2 separate regions of the Rattus norvegicus genome follow, and region 2 is linked to region 1. The links are chromatin contacts, called in public Hi-C maps. All regions are on one chromosome and are shown on one strand. The core of a region is the stretch at or near the end of the contact, and the rest is flanking DNA. Distances in the headings are between cores, read along the strand shown.

What was found. A called contact is a pair of places that touch in the nucleus more often than the background predicts.
Region 2: a Hi-C map of the Rat2 cell line shows a contact between it and region 1, with 7 times the contacts expected there. The contact joins two enhancer-like sites. A contact is called at or near these places in 4 of 12 Hi-C or Micro-C datasets (the A7r5 cell line, the Rat2 cell line, Schwann cells and 1 more).

What each region holds. Positions count from the first base shown.
Region 1 is chr2:194,286,669-194,294,590 of GRCr8, reverse strand. The region is part of intron 2 of Magi3 (membrane associated guanylate kinase, WW and PDZ domain containing 3); the gene reads left to right. Among named protein-coding and RNA genes, the nearest start is that of Magi3, 110 kb to the left of the region's middle. Within about 2 kb of position 3,985, at least 5 of the 93 cell types and tissues checked have an H3K27ac peak or open chromatin away from gene starts, as enhancers often do. A contact at or near this core is called in the A7r5 cell line, where this site is marked.
Region 2 is chr2:194,620,454-194,628,375 of GRCr8, reverse strand. No RefSeq gene overlaps it. Among named protein-coding and RNA genes, the nearest start is that of Rplp0l1, 15 kb to the right of the region's middle. Within about 2 kb of position 4,010, at least 47 of the 93 cell types and tissues checked have an H3K27ac peak or open chromatin away from gene starts, as enhancers often do. A contact at or near this core is called in the A7r5 cell line, where this site is marked.

The DNA.
Region 1 (7,922 bases), core at 2,736-5,235:
TGCTTAAAACATTATGCGGACATACTAGAATTACACAGAAGCCACAAAGGGGAATTTACACTAACGTCCAAGCTTATTTAGAAGAGAGAGGTGCAGGCGGGTAGAAGCATGGTGTGCAAGTAGACAGGCACTCTTGTGGGAGATGCTGGGCTGTACAACAGTATCATGGTCCTTGGGAGAGGAAGAGACTGTGCTATAAGGCATTTTCTATACGACAGCATCAAGGAGAGCAGGGCAGAGTATGGCAGGCCCTGAGCCGAGAGATTAGAAATATAGATTCAAGAAGTCTAAAGTATCTGGAGAACTGTTTGGAAACTATAGGGTTAACCATTCCCAATGGTTACTTAGAGACATTTGAATTCTAAGCACTCTGAGCGGAGACCCCACTTGAACAAAGTTAAATTAAGCAAGGTCTCAAAGCATCAGGGAATATGCATGTAACTTTTCTTTCAGAAAGAGAGATTGTTTTTTATGTTACAATAAGAGAGACACCAAATATGAAAATATTTATGTCAAAAATCTAAGAAAAATCACTAGACATGAAAAAATAGTCAAATATGATCTAGAGTTTTCAAAATACAGGTCAGCTGATAGGAAAGATATAGAAATGATACATGAGACATACTACCACACAAGGAATGTTAGAGTTTTAAAAAATGTTCAAGGATTAAACCATGCAGTGAACACAGTCAAGAGAAAGTATAACAGCAAAAAGGAAGTAAAACTTAAAACTCAGATATAAAAACAGATTCCAGAATGCAGAAGTAAAGATCAATGAGTGTGAACACATAGAAATATAAACTAATCGAACTGAGGACCCAGCTATAGCACTCCTGGGCATATACCCAAAGATGCTTCACTATATCACAAGGACATGTGCTCCACTATATTACAATGGAAGAATGGATATAGAAAGTGTAGTTCATCTACACAGTGAATACTACTCAGCTATTAAAAACGAGGACATCGTGAATTTTGCAGGCAAATGGATGGAACGGAACTAGAAAATATCCTGAGTGAGATAACTCAGACCCAAAAGGACATGTATGATATGAACTCACTGATAAGTGGATGTTGGCTGAAAAATTCAGAATACCCATGGTATAATTCACAGCCAGATGAAACCAGATGAAGGAAGGCCCAAGTGTTGATATAGGGAAATATAGGGAGGGAGGAACCTGAGAGAGGGGAAGAGGAGGGGAAGGGGGTCAGGATCAGGAATGGGGGAGACAAGAGAAGCCCAGAGGGAGAATAAATAGAAATATGCAGCAGTGTGCAGTGGGAGATGGCGGTTGTGGGGACCTCTAGAAATTCCCAGACATGACGGATGTTAGAGGCTCCCAGGACCCAATGGAGATGACCGTAGCTGAAATGCCCAACAATGGGGAGATGGAACCTAAAGAGACCACCTCCGGTAGATAGACATGGCCTCCATTTGTGGCAGGGGGGCCCACCCATCTTTAAAATTTTTGACCCAGAATTCTTCTTGTCTAAAGGGACAAAAATGGAGCAGAGACTGAAGAAAAGGCCATCCAGAGACTGACCCAACTTGGGATCCAGCCCATGTGCAGGCCCCAAACCCTGATATATAACTGATAACATTGTTGTGCTTGAAGACAAGGGCCTAGCATGGCTGTCCTCTGAGAGGCTCTGCCAGCAGCTGACCGAGACAGACGCAGATACTTACAGCCAACCATTGGACTGAGGTCAGGGACTCCTATGGAAGAGTTAGGGGAAGGATTGAGGGAGCTGAAGAGGATTGCAACCCTATAGGAAAAAACAACAGTATTAACTAACCCACTAGCCATCAAGCAAACATGGCTAGTCCTTGGTCCCCATTAACACATGAAGCTGAAGACTGCATTGTCTGGCCTCAGTGGGAAAGGATGTACTTAATTCTGTAGAAACTTGATGTCCCAGGGAAGGGGGATGTTAGAAGGGTGAGGTGGGAGTGGGTTGGTGGGTGGAGGAACACCCTCCCAGAGGCAAAGGGGAGAGGAAATGGGGTGAAAAACTTGTGGAAGGAGGGCCAGAAAGGGGCAAGATTTGGAATGTAAATAAATAATAAAAAAGAACAGCACTCTATTATTATGACTAGTTACTATTTATTAGAATACACTGCCCAACAATAGTACAGTGTACATTCTTTTCTAGTAGGCATGAAATGTTGTAACTATGGTGACTGAACCACAAAAGGAGACTCAGTGAAGTAAGAATGTTTACATAATGTAAAATATGTTACTTCACTATAGTGGAAACTAAATTAGAAATTATCGACAGAATGAAATCTAGAAAATCTCCATACTTGGAAATTAAGTAATATTCCTAACTTGCTTATCAAAAAAAATCAACAGAGAAATAAAACAAACACAGCAACATAGCAGAAAAGTATCAAACATGTTGAATAAAAAATTTTCTAGGAAGCTAGAGCACCATTTGGATGGAAACATACTACATATTTGTATTAGTTAACAAAGCTCTCAGATGATACAAACATTTGTCTTAAGAATGGAAAGAAAAAGAATAGCATAAAGCAAAACTAGCTAGGAAAGAAATTAGTAGAAGTGAAAGCAAGACTTAGTGAAATAGGAAATAGAGAAAAACAAAAGTTGATTTGTTTTTTGCATCAATTTGATTGATGACCTAAAAATATAACCATACTACTTTGGAAAGAGAGAGAGACAATTAGATGAATTAGGTGAATATTAAAAACATTCTGAGAAATTTTATACTGAAATAAATTCCTCAAATTGTATGAAATGAACAAATTCTTCAGAATACTAAAACTACCAGTGCTCATTCTAAAAGATAACCCAAAAACTTTTCTTTAGAGAAGTTTATAGTTGGTAATTTTATTATAAAGAAAACTTCAGGTCCAGATAGTAGGTAAATTTTCCAAAAAGAAAATCAATTCCATACATTTTCTGGACAATAGAAGAGAGGATTTCGAACAAATCTTATTGGCTACGAGCACTTCCTGCTCATTCAGAGGATCCATGTGATTCCCAGTGCCTAGGAGGCAGCTCACAACTGTCCGTAACTCCAGTTCCGACCTCTGGGGGCGGGCAGAAGGCATGGACATGTGTACAGACATAAAGCACCCGTTATGTAAAGTGAGCTAATAATAAAATAAGCGGGGACAATTCCCAATTCACTCCGTTATTTGAACATTATTGTACGTAACTGAACAAAAAGTAGACAAATATTAAAATTAAACAATAGTAGACTTCAAATTTCATGAACATTGATTCAAAACATTTAGTAGTATTTCAGCAAATCAGTATGTAACAGTATATAAAAGGATGTATGTTAATTAGGGCTTATTACAGAAATGCAAGGTTAGTGTATAACTTGAAAACAAGTATGACACAGTAGAGGAGAAAGTGATATTTTTTTATATATGTAGAACTTCTTATATTAAATTTAATTCCCATTAACATGAGAGTGTCTCAGAAAGCCAGTTTTTGCTCATTGCCTATCCATGCCAAATTACTATTTCTTGCCTACCTGTAATATTGGGACATTGTTCTTCTACCCTCCAGTACAGTGCTAAGCTTTGTCACTAGAGGGCACAGGAATGATTCTGGAAAAAGAACAGGTTTCTTCTCTTGGTTTCAGCTTTTGTCTTTTTGCTCTTGCTTTGCAAAAAAAAAAAAAAAAAAAAAAACTAGTTAATTTCAGCAGTACCTAGCAGTCAGCTCCTCAGAGGAATTTCAGTGATACCAGTGAGGCGCTTGTCAGCATAAATAGTAGAGCCCTCATTAGTAGCGTCCTTAATTCTACTGTTACATCTACTTACCAATTGTTACATTGTGGCGGCTGTGGTGGATCAAGCTGTGTTCCTCACTTGATACAATAGCACCTAGAAGAGGTTTCTGGCAAGTTCAACAAGTGTTCCAGTTGTTTTTCTATTAAAACACCCTTTACCCACTACCACTCCCCTGGGCAGCTTGCTGGTGACTCACTAACTCTAGACTGTTCTGACCCACTTCCTGCCTTGACCCACTGAAGTGGCATTGTCTCCTAGCAATCCAGCAAGATTGTTTACTCTTACCACACCTGCATGAATGAGATCTGAAATAGAGATTTTGGGGCATGTTCCTCCATGGCAGGCTGCACTTGGGTATTTTTCCTTGGGTATAAGTTGGTACTTTTCAGAGTTATCTCTTAGTTCTACTTAGAATTCTTGTTAAATCTCAGTTAATTCTCTGTAAATACTGTTAATAGTTCTTTAACCATCCTGTTACTTTTTCTTTCTCTTTTCTGAATCCTGACTGTCAAAGAATTGGTAATGATAATGGTCTCAGAAAACAGACTCTCTAAGAAGGGATCTTGAGGGAGGTTTTGGTTGTATTCTTGATCTGGAACCAGTGCTCAGTTCTTTGCAGTGAGGAGTAGGAGACTTAAAGCTCATGACAAACTGAGGACTCACATGAGTTTAATCATGGGTTTTTTTTCTGTGGTTGACTATGACAAAATGCCAAATGAATCCAGTACTTATGAGCCCAATGGCTGCTGTACTTGGTTGACAGAACAGTAATGATAGCTGCAAACACTGTGATCTGGGATGGAGTGTTGCATAGGGAGTCCTGTACTACAGGAAGAAAGTAGTACGCTTTGTCTAATATTTTATTATTATGAACTAACAAGATTTTAATAACTTTTAAATGATTTCTACCAATACAGACACTTAATAGAGGAAATCTTTTAAAGAATGGAATATTAGTACAATATGAGTGCCAAATAACTAATTTAAACCATGTGTGGTGGCTAATATCTTTAATCCCAGAACTTGAGGCTAAAGCCAAGGGGATGCCAACAAGTTTAAAAGCAGCTTGAGCTGTAGAACAAGACCTTATTTCAGAAAAAGTTCTGTAGATTTGATGGCATAAACTCCCAGAATGAAAGTGTAAGACACATTAAGCAACCATTATATTATTTGTTAACCTTTGGTCTTGACAGATATTCCAGGTAGAGATTTTTTTTGATTTTTGTAGTGATATTCTCAGCTTGTTAAAAGACTGTTTAAAAATGTCTTCACATTGGACATTAGATTACAGATTGTATCATCTAATTTTTATGATGAAAATATTTTGTGTTTCTTTTCAGTTTGATTTTACCTTGAAATATCTAATGCTTTTACCTCAAAATTTCAAATTATCATACAGTAGTGTTTCATAATATTTACTGCTTATTTTTGCATTTTTCTGCTATAGTGTTTATGAAAGATTGAACTTTATAGCAAATACTCATAGTGAAAAGTGCCAGGGGATATTACTGGGTGGTATTCAAATAAGTAACCTTCAGCTCTCCCAGCAAAGTTAATAGTATTACAGGGAGTCCTATGTTGAAACTGCCAATTTAAGAGCTTAGTTTTCAAAACCTGCTGTTTCTTGAAATGGCACTCACAGAATTTGTACGAAGCATAGCTATGCATATGATCACATTGATGTTGCTTTTGTAAGAAAGACACACCATTACAGACAGGGACTTGCAAACACACTTTTAGAGAATAGCTGCCAGTAAGACTGGATGGATTTTAAATGGTGCTTTCGTACATGCACTGTCCTATTGTCTGGAAACCCAGCTTGAACAGTTGATACTGGTTTCCAGTGTTGTCCACTCTTACTTTCAGTTGATATCAGTCAGTTTCTTTAAACCAATAAGCTCTACATCAAATTGTTAAGACTGTTTCTCACAGAATTGTAATGTAATTTATTCCATTTTCCTTATCAACTTAATTTATTTTTAGGATTTAGGAAATTTGACTGGTAACCTTCAAAAAATTTCTACATGTAAAGATTTATATTAATAAACCAGCTTATATGTTTGTGAGAATGTAGAATGATTTACCTTAGGAAAAATAATTTGAAATTTACATGTAAATTAAATATACATTTAATAATAGTAAATATACATTTAATAATAGTAAATATACATTTAATAATAAAGTTAAATATGCTATTCACCATATGATTCAGCATTTTCATTCTTAGGCATTAACCCAATATAAATTAATATGATTCTATTTAAAGACTTATAAGTTCTTGGCTTCTTTAGTTATAATAGCCAAAATTGAGAAATAGCCCCAGTGCCCATCAGTGGTAAATAGATCATCAGATATTAGTATCTCTTTATAGAGGTATCCTACCCATAAACAAAAAGAAATTTAGCACAGGAAAAAAAGAAAATCTTTTTTGAAAAACGGTGTCCTATCTAGCTGTTGTAGAACTCTATTATGTAGACCAAGCTGGCCTAAAACCCACAGAGACCTTCCTGGTTCTCCCTCCCAAGTGCTGTGATTAAAGGTATGCCCCACTGCCCAGCCTAAAACAGAGACCTTTAATAACATAATAGACCAAATGGAGCTAGCGGTTAAATACAGAGTTCTTTATGCAACAGCAGTGGCATACACATCCTCAGGCCACACACACAGTCTCTTTAACAAATTTAAATATATGAAGTGTCTCTCCTGACCATAGTGAAATAAACTAATAACAGGAGAAAAGCAGAAAACTACAAATGTGTGGAAGTTAAAACAGGGCACCTTTAAATAACAAGTGGCTGAAAATAGGAATTACAGTCAAGTTGAGAACTTATCTGGCATCAGTAAAACTGAAAATACAACATACCAAACCTTACAGGATGTGATGAAAGTTACGAGGGAAACCAGTCACCTGAGAATTTTAAACTTTGTGCTTGAAGGACCAACAACAGGGAGAAGCTGAACCCAAAGTCAACAAGAGGAAGGGATAGCGATGTTAAGAGCAGAGATAATTAAATACAAAATAGAAAGGCCATAGAAGAAATGAGTGAAGCCAAGATTTTGAAAATGAACAATTGGCAGAGCAAACCTTAGTGTCTAAAATAAGAAAGTGAAGACATGAAAACTGATGTGAGAGTTATGACAATACTAGGAATAACTGTACACTATGCAGTTAGTAACTAGAGGAAATAGGTAAGTGACTAACCAGAAACAAAACCTTACCAGGACTGAATCATAAAAAATCAAAAAACATGAGGAGACCTGTGACTATTGGGGAAATTAAAATAGTATTTTTCAACAAAAAGCCTAAACCCATTATAACTATTGACCCCTAGTCTTAAAATATTAGTAAATCTAATTCAGTTAAAACAATAATCTGTAATGAATAGGTGGGATTTATACCTGCAATATGAATATAGTTTAACCTATGAACCAATAAATGTACATATACATCTCAGTTAATACAGAAAAAGTATTTCACAAAATTTAATATTCTATTATGATTGAAAAATACCATACTCATCAGATTAGGAGTATAAGGAAAGGAAACTACTTCAGTATATAGAGAGTGTATCTGACAAGTCCACAAGTAGCATCACACTCATCAGTAAGCTTTTTCTATACTATGAGGTGACATACGAGGGAAGTTTATTGCTGCTATACTGTTCAGCACAGTATAGAATTCTAGCCAGAATAATGAAACAACAAAAAGACATAGAAGTCATTCTGCTTGGAAAAGAATGACAAGGACCTTTTTTTTTTTTTCAATAAAAGACATAATGTCATACGTCAGAAGAAATTAAACATGGGTGCGTCCTAAGCCTCGTTCCAGACTAAAGAGGCCAGATGCAGACAATTAGTATAGGCAGCCTACTGTTCCATGCACAGGAGGCTTCTATTAAAAGCAAACTGTAATGTCAGTAGATCAGCTGCTGCCATAGAAATGAGGCCACAGAAGGTCCTAGGAAAACTTGGGGCTTGTGGTTTTTTAAACTCACAGCAATTATACTATTAGAATTAGTACATTTCATTATAGGTAAGTTAATACTCCAATACAATGACCAAACCTCCGTTTTTGTATTATTTTATTCCATCAGTAATTTAAAAATAAAAGTTTGCTAAGAATTTGGTTGGGATATAGGTCAGAGGTAGAAGG
Region 2 (7,922 bases), core at 2,761-5,260, 330 kb before region 1:
TAATTGAAAAGTGTAGGTCAAATACAAAGTTTGAGCACGGAGCCCCGAAGGTGGGTGCCATTACATTAGTCTTCAGTTGTCCTCTGGAATCTCTCTCCTGCCCTTTCTACCCCAGTCAGTCTCCCTCTGATTTCTTGTTGTATGTATCCCATGATCCTCTCTGGTTCCCAAGGGCTCTGTTGTATGTATCCCATGATACTCTCTGGTTCCCAAGGGCTCTGTTGTATGTATCCCATGATACTCTCTGGTTCCTAGTGCCCTTGGGATTATTTCCCCTTCTCATGATCCTCTTTCTGTTCTGTAACCTACAAACATATGTAGACATATGCATATGTAGTTTACCATGAGGTTGCACACAGAGAAAACACTAGGTATTCATATTTCTGAAACTGGTTTACTTTGCTTAGCATTCTAGTTCCAGTTCCCTCCGTTTTCTTGTAAATGTCATTTATGATTTCATTTTCCTTTGTCCCTGCATAAGATTCTATTTTGCATATGTATTTTTAAAACTCATTTTTGACAATTTGTACATATATAATGAACTTTGATTACCTTTAGTTCTCCATTACCTCCTCTTGTCCTCCTGCTGGACCCCTTCTCAACTAAACCACCTTTTATTTCTGTGATGTGATGTGTGTGTGTGTGTGTGTGTGTGTGTGTGTGTGTGTAGGGGGTGTCCCACTATGTAAGCATGATGGGGTTGTTTACTGGGACATGGGCAACTTACTAGTGTCAACACCACTGAAGCAACTGTTGTCTACCAGTAGTCCCTTCTCCACCTGGGACAGAATGTTGACAGTGTCCTGTGTTGTCCAGGTGTGAGGCTGCAGTGACTTCATGAGTGACTGGGTTACATCTGGAAGAAAGCTCCCCATAGCGCTCCTCCCCACCCTCCAGCTCCTGCATTCGTTTCACCTCTTCTTCCATGGTGTTCCCTGAGTCCTGGAGGAGGATACATACCTCTCACGCAGAGCTGAGCACTCCGCGGTCAGCTGTCCTCAGCACTTCCATTAGTTATGCAGCTCTGCAGTAACCACTGTCCACAGCCAAAAGAGGCTTCTCTGAACAATGCTGACTGCGACACTGAATATTGGGCCAGCGGGATGGCTTAGCAGGTAAAGGAGCTTGCTGCCAAGCTTGATGACTTGAGTTCAATCCCCAGGGTCCACATGGTATGAAGAGAACTTAGTCACACAAGTTGTTCTCTGACTTTAATACACACATACACCTTCTTCCACCACAAATAGTAAAATGTAACAAGAAGCCATAAATTCTTTAGAAATCAACAGAATAACACGTGCATTTAGCAAAACAAAGGTGGCTCCCCTCCTAGTGCCTTGTGGCCTCTTCAGCTATGGGCTTTTGACTAGGTCTAAATTCCTTTCACTGGAACAAATCCAAACCTGTAAGTTGTCAGTTACTGGACATTGGCCATGCCACCATTACACCAGGGGCCACTTTAGTTTTTCACTGTAGTTGTTTAACACAAAGGAGACACAGCTGGGTAAGACTGTTGGCAACTACATTCTATTTATCTATTAATCTATTGATACACATCTAGTTCAGTTCTATTTCTCGGCTTTTATGAATAGTACATCAGTAAATGTGGATGGGAAGTTATCTTTGTGGTGTGTTGTTGACTTAGAATCCTTCTAGTATGTACTCAAGATTAGTTAATTGGGTCAAGTGTAGTTCTAGTTTCAGTTTTCTTCTGACAATAAAAATATTTTTATATTGATGGGTAGTAGCTGTCTGAATGCATACACCATATGCACATGCCTGGTGTCTATGAAGGTCAGAAGAGGATGCGGGATCCCCTAAAATTGGAGTTAGATGGTTACGAGCCACCATGTGGCTTCTTCTGCAAGAGCAGCGAGCGTCTTAACTGGTGAAGCATCTCTCCATCCTCACTTCCACAGTGGCAGGCTTACCAGCAGTGTACACGGAACATGCACGTGTACACTGCTGATTTCTCCACACCTGTGCCAGGATTGTCCTTTGTCTTTATGGTGAGAGCCATTCTGGCTTGCATTTCCCCCAGTAAGGATGCCGAACTTACTCAAATGCTCACTGCCTATCTGTATGCCTTCTCTGAGAATTGTCTGCCCGGTCCATTAGCTTATTTTCTGCTGGACGACTTGTTTCCCTGGTGTCTAACTTGTCCAGTTCTGTATATATATAAAGATGTGTAGCAGGTGAAGACTTCCTGTCCGTTCTCTAGGCACTGGCACTTGTTTTCTTTGCGGAACAGGAGCATCTTAATTTCCTGTAGTTCCAGTTGTCAGTTGTTGGCCCGATTTGCTGTGCAGTGCAGCACTGTTCAGAGAGTTTCCTCCATGCCTGTGTCTTGGAAGTGTTTTCCCCCAGCACTTTCAAAGTTTCAGGCCTGGCTCTAAGATTCACTTTGAGTTGATTTTTCGCAGGGTTAGAGATAGGGGTCTTAATCTTTCCTTTCCTTGTGGAAACCATTTTCTCAGCACCAGTGTTTAGAGGGTCTCTTTCCGTCGTAGGGTGACCTCTCTTTGATCCCCTTGATTGACAGACCCATTTTTGAGCAAGTACCACACTGTTTTTGTTACCATGACGTTGTAATAGGATTTGAGATGGGCTATTTCTGATACTGCCAGCATTTTCCTCTTTCTGACAAGGATTGCTTGAGATATCAGGGTCTTTTGTCCTTGTAGCTAAACTGCTGACCTACCAAAAGAGTAAGAACAAAACTCTGAAAACGAAATCTCTTTCTCTCTTCTCTCTCTCGCTTGCTCGCTTGCTCATTTTGTTTGCTTGGTTACTTGCTTCCTTACCAAAAAACCAAAACAACAAAGAAAGCAAAACTAAACCTTTCTCAGTTCGGGAGCCCGTCCCCTTTTCTTTATATTGGATATTCCCTATTTTCTGGGTCCCTTTAGCTTAGAATTTCTTCAGAATAAAATAACTTGGAGCTCATTTTAAGCAATCATCTTCGTATGTCCATCCAGCTACTTGTTAACAATTAGTCCAGGGTGTGTGTTCATGCCCGGGCCGGGCAGCTGATTCAAAAAGCTCTGCCGAACCCCGGCTCTCCTGAGAAGGGGCCGCCGCACAGCAAAACTCTACACAAGTTAGTGGAACCTGACTAACTTGCAGTAGGGGACGAAGAGGTTGGAGTCTGAGATGCAAGGTGAACTGCAGTTTTCTCCTTACGTGTGCTCTTCGGATCCAGATATTAGAATGTAAAGGCAGTTACAAGATCACTGTAATTCTAAGTCGTGGAGAAATCCTGTCTTTTTAAGAGGCCTCATCATTCAACCCTTGAATATCCCATCAGCAATAGCAAAAGAGCAGGCGAAAAAACCGTTGAGGTTCTTTCAAAAGGTGCTTTTTTGTTCCAAGGCATCTCTTTTTTTCCTATGTGGAGGCTAATTTTAAGAGTCTGCTACACAACGGTTTGAACGAGAACTGGCCTCCAGGTGGCGCTTCAGCACAGAGAAAGGAGGCAGAGGGCGCTACCCAGGCCACCATTGCTCAGGGATGCCCTTACATAAGGGGATTCACGGGAAATCCGGCTTCTTTGGTTGCACAATGGAGGAGAGGCCTGGCCTTTGTCATGGCTCAGACTCTAACTCAAAATCTTTCCGGGGCGGTGCAGGGCTCGAAAGTTCTAGGCCTCTGCCAGGATGAAGTCCAGGGCAGCTTGGCCTGAGGGAGAGGCCAGAGCTCCAGGCTTTGTCCTCGGAGGCTGGACTCCATGCTCTGGGCTCCCAGCCCAGGATGAGATCGCATCTTGGCCCTCAGAGGTCTCAAGACAATACGTTCTGATCCAAGGCTGTAGAGCCCTCTTCTTTGCTTCTCCCTCTCCTTCATCCCCTCCTCCTCTCTCCACACCCCATTCTCACCTTATGCTTTTTACAAATCAATTTCCCAGTGTGATCTCATTTGCAGCTCCTACTCCCAGGGTGGAGGGGCAGGTTGGGGCCATCCCTGTACTCTAAGCCTTGAGAAGGTCCCTTCCGGTGCCTGTCACCACTAGCAAATACTGAGCAGCTTGGGCAAACATTGAATTCAACTTGGTGGTTTGAGAGCTTGGCACTGAGGAGTGCTCGAAACTATTTCCAGCATGAAGAAATATTTACAGATGAGAAGCTGGTTGGAGGAACAGTGGGTTCGCAGACTGTTATTCTAGAGGTCAGGGCCTCAGATACTAGAACCACCCACAAGGCTGCACGAGGCACTAGTTACAGCAGTTGCAGTTAACTTCTGCAGGCAGACGAACAGCGTGCAGAAACCTGTTTTGGTGCCTGGCAGACACCATAAACCATCTCCAGGTTAGGCCCTGAAGTACCTGTCTATAAGGGGACATGTGACAATATGGACAAAACCGAATGAGTGGTGGTTGAGGTCTCGTTTTAAGCACGGGGTAGAGAGGGTCAATGACTCTACTTATCAAAAGCCTTCTGTCACACTGAGAATGCCCTGGAGTGGGAGTGTCCTTGTAGCTATTACCTATCCTGGTCTCATTGGATCACAGGCCCGCTCTTTCTTTGGGTTTTGTTTGAATGTGCACGTTTCAGGCTTTTTGGGACTTAGGCAGACTAACTGGGTTCCAGCCCCAGCTCTGTCTTTCACTTGCTGGCTGGTGTTGCAGGGGTCATTTTGCCTCTTTATGCCTGCTTCTCATCTGTTTGAGTGGTGATATGATAATAAGTATATTAACTAAAATTTCAGGAGCTAACACACAGAAAAATGTATGTGTGCATGTGTGTGTTCATGTTTGCGTGCACTCACACATGCTTTACCACTGAGTCCCCTGCCCCATGCCTCAGCTGTCTTTCCGTAGTTATCTGGTACTTGAGAACTGGTTCGACTCACCCAGGGGTGGGGTGGGGGCCTCATCAAAATTGTGTAAGATTTCCTCAGATCAGCTGCCAGACTCCCGCCTTTCTCCCATTCAGTTACAACGTTCTCGTGGTCTAAGTGGGAAAGGAAGCCACTAGAAACAGACTGGTTTTGTGTTGTTTTTCTGACAGAGGCACTGACATCTTCATCTTCAGCCTCTCCAGGGGTCCAGCTGGAGTTCAAAGGCTCTCTTCTCAGTACTCAGGCTCACTTGTTCAGTGCAAACTCACTGCAGACAGGAAGGAAGGGACCTTTCAGATGATCCCACTAATTAGTGCAGAATAGTTTATCTGGACAAGATCCTGTGGGATGCAAAGCTATCCCCTAAGTCTTCTGACCAAGCATGGAAATCACCAAGGAAATGTGATCAGCTTGAAAGAAAGGGGGTGGGTAGAGAGAAGAAACCATGGCTGCTTGCTATCAGCCAGAAGCATCGTTTCCGATGGCTTAGGGTTCCGTTGCTCAGGCCAGGTGGAAAACCTTGCCACTGCTCTGGGTCTCCAGTTGCCTGCCCAGGAGTCATGTTCTGTGGGGGAGTTCATTGTCTGCTTCATAGCCTCCTAGGTACTGTTCTTTATGGCTCAAGACCAGCCGGCTCGCTGGGCCTTCGTGTAGAGTGTAGGCCTGAATAGGAGAAAAGCACGGCTGGGGAGAGCAGTCTTCAGAATGCGCACCTCCCCCCACCCCCACCCCGTCCTGGCTTTTATAGCTCAAGTTGGTGGGGAACTTACTGTATAGCTGAAGATGACCTTGAACTGATCTTCCCGCCTTCACCTCCCAGTACAGAGATCCCAGCTGTGTACTCACCACTCTTGTTTTATGTGGTGCTGAGGACTGAACCCAGGATGTTGTGCGTGCTAGGCAAGCACTCTTACCAACTAAGCCACATTTTCAGACCTTCGGGGGTAGGCTCTTCTTCTTCTTCTTCTTCTTCTTCTTCTTCTTCTTCTTCTTCTTCTTCTTCTTCTTCTTCTTCTTCTTCTTCTTCTTCTTCTTCCTCTTCTTCTTCTTCTTCTTCTTCTTCTTCTTCTTCTTCTTCTTCTTCTTCTTCTTCTTCTTCTTCTTCTTCTTCTTCTTCTTCTTCTTCTTCTTCTTCCCCTTCCCCTCCTCCTCCTCCTCTTCCTCCTCCTCCTCCTTCTCCTCCTCCTCCTCTTCTCCTCCTCCTCCTCCTTCTTCTTCTTTTTGCCTTTCTGAGACTGAATTTTCTCTGTGTAACAGAGCCCTGGCTGTCCAAGAACTTGCTCTGTAGATAAGGATGGCCTCGAACTCACAGAAACCCACTTTCCTCTGCCTCCTAAGTTCGCCTCCACAAGTAATTTTTAATGGTAACTTTCCTGACTGTAGCTGTCTTATTCCAATTCTCATGCCAAATACGACTTCAAAAAGAAGCATGGTGGTGGTTGTGCATGGCTTCCTTGAATCCCAACACTCACCCAGGAGGCAGAGGCATGTATACCTCTATGATTTCCAGGACAGCCTGGTCTACAGAGCAAGTTCCGGGCCAGCCAGGGCTACACAGAGAAACCTTGTCTTAATGAAAAAAAAGAAGAGAAAAAAATCTAGGGGCTGGGGATTTAGCTCAGTGGTAGAGCGCTTGCCTAGGAAGCGCAAGGCCCTGGGTTCGGTCCCCAGCTCCGAAAAAAAGAACCAAAAAAAAAAAAAATCTAAAGTAGCCCACCCACAACCTGGACTGTCCAGCCAGAAAGGAGCAGAGTAGACAGAATGTGACTGGATGCTATTCTAGTTTAGGGTTCCATGAGGGAGAGGAAATTAAAACTCCTGGTGCTTGCCTAGTAAACACATTAGCTATTAAGCAGCTGGGTCACTGATGGTAAGCAGGAAGGACTGTCTCAGGCACCTGCACACTCTGACTGATGGATATAACCTTGTGTTGAGAAGGATTCTGAGTGTGCCTGTCACTTGACCCCTTGACGCTCAGGGGCAAGTGCTCTGACATCCATGCCTGTCACAGGTGTAGAAAGGGGAACCGCCCCAGGAATGGTGGGTTTGTGCCTGCTCTGGTTGCTAATGAGAAGAGGAAGCTGTTTATAAAGATGGTTGACTGGTCAAGGATGCTCATTTAATTAGCTCACAATGGGCACGGAGCAGCGGCACAGGAAGGTAGGCTCCAAAGGACACTGGCACGGTAGGGGACATTGATACTCCTGGTCCCTGTAGACCTGTCCCTATTAAAAACACTCATGTGGAGATGACAAGGTGGCTCGGGAGTCTGAGACCTAGGCAGACCCTAGAAGAGAGAGAGAGAGAGAGAGAGAGAGAGAGAGAGAGAGAGAGAGAGAGAGAGACGACTGTTTAGCAGATGGAAGGTAGGGAGAGTGTCCCTCCCTGAGCTCCGCATTCCTCAGCCCCTGACATTTCTGTAAATGTTTTGCCATGAAAATCAGGCAGTGATATGGTTCCATCAACCTCGGGAGTCCTATGAGAAGGATCGAGAAAAGCTTACTGAGCCCAAAGTGGGTCATTTATTATTTATTTGAAGCTATTAACGGCACAAAAAAATCACGATTACATTTTAATACGTACAATATCCTTTATTCATATCTCCTCGAAATGACAATTGGCCTGAAGGAGGTATAGCCGAGGAAGGCACTGAGCTTCCAGTCCTGAAAGCCTTGAAGACCAGGGGAGGAGCCTGGTTTTGTCTGTAAGGGAGACAACTGTGGGCAGAGGAGACGGGGTGAAGGCTGGCTTAGGAAAACCACCGTGGGCACTGTGAAGGAGAGGCTGAAGGCAGGAGAACCTGGAGGTCAGAAGAGGACCATGGAGCTGTCGTGTGGTCTGAGTGAGAGGTTGTAACAAGGCTGGGGGTGCAGCTCAGTGGACAGAACGCTTCTTCGATGTGTGAAGCCCTGGGTCCGTTCCCTAGCAATGCTTGAACCCATGCATGGTGGCCGGTGCTTGTGATTCCAGTACTAGAAAGCTAGAGGCAAGAGGATCAGGGTCATCCTTGGCTACATAGGGAGCTCAAGGCCAGCCTAAGTTACTTGAAACACTTAAGGAATGTCAAAATAAATAAATAATCACGA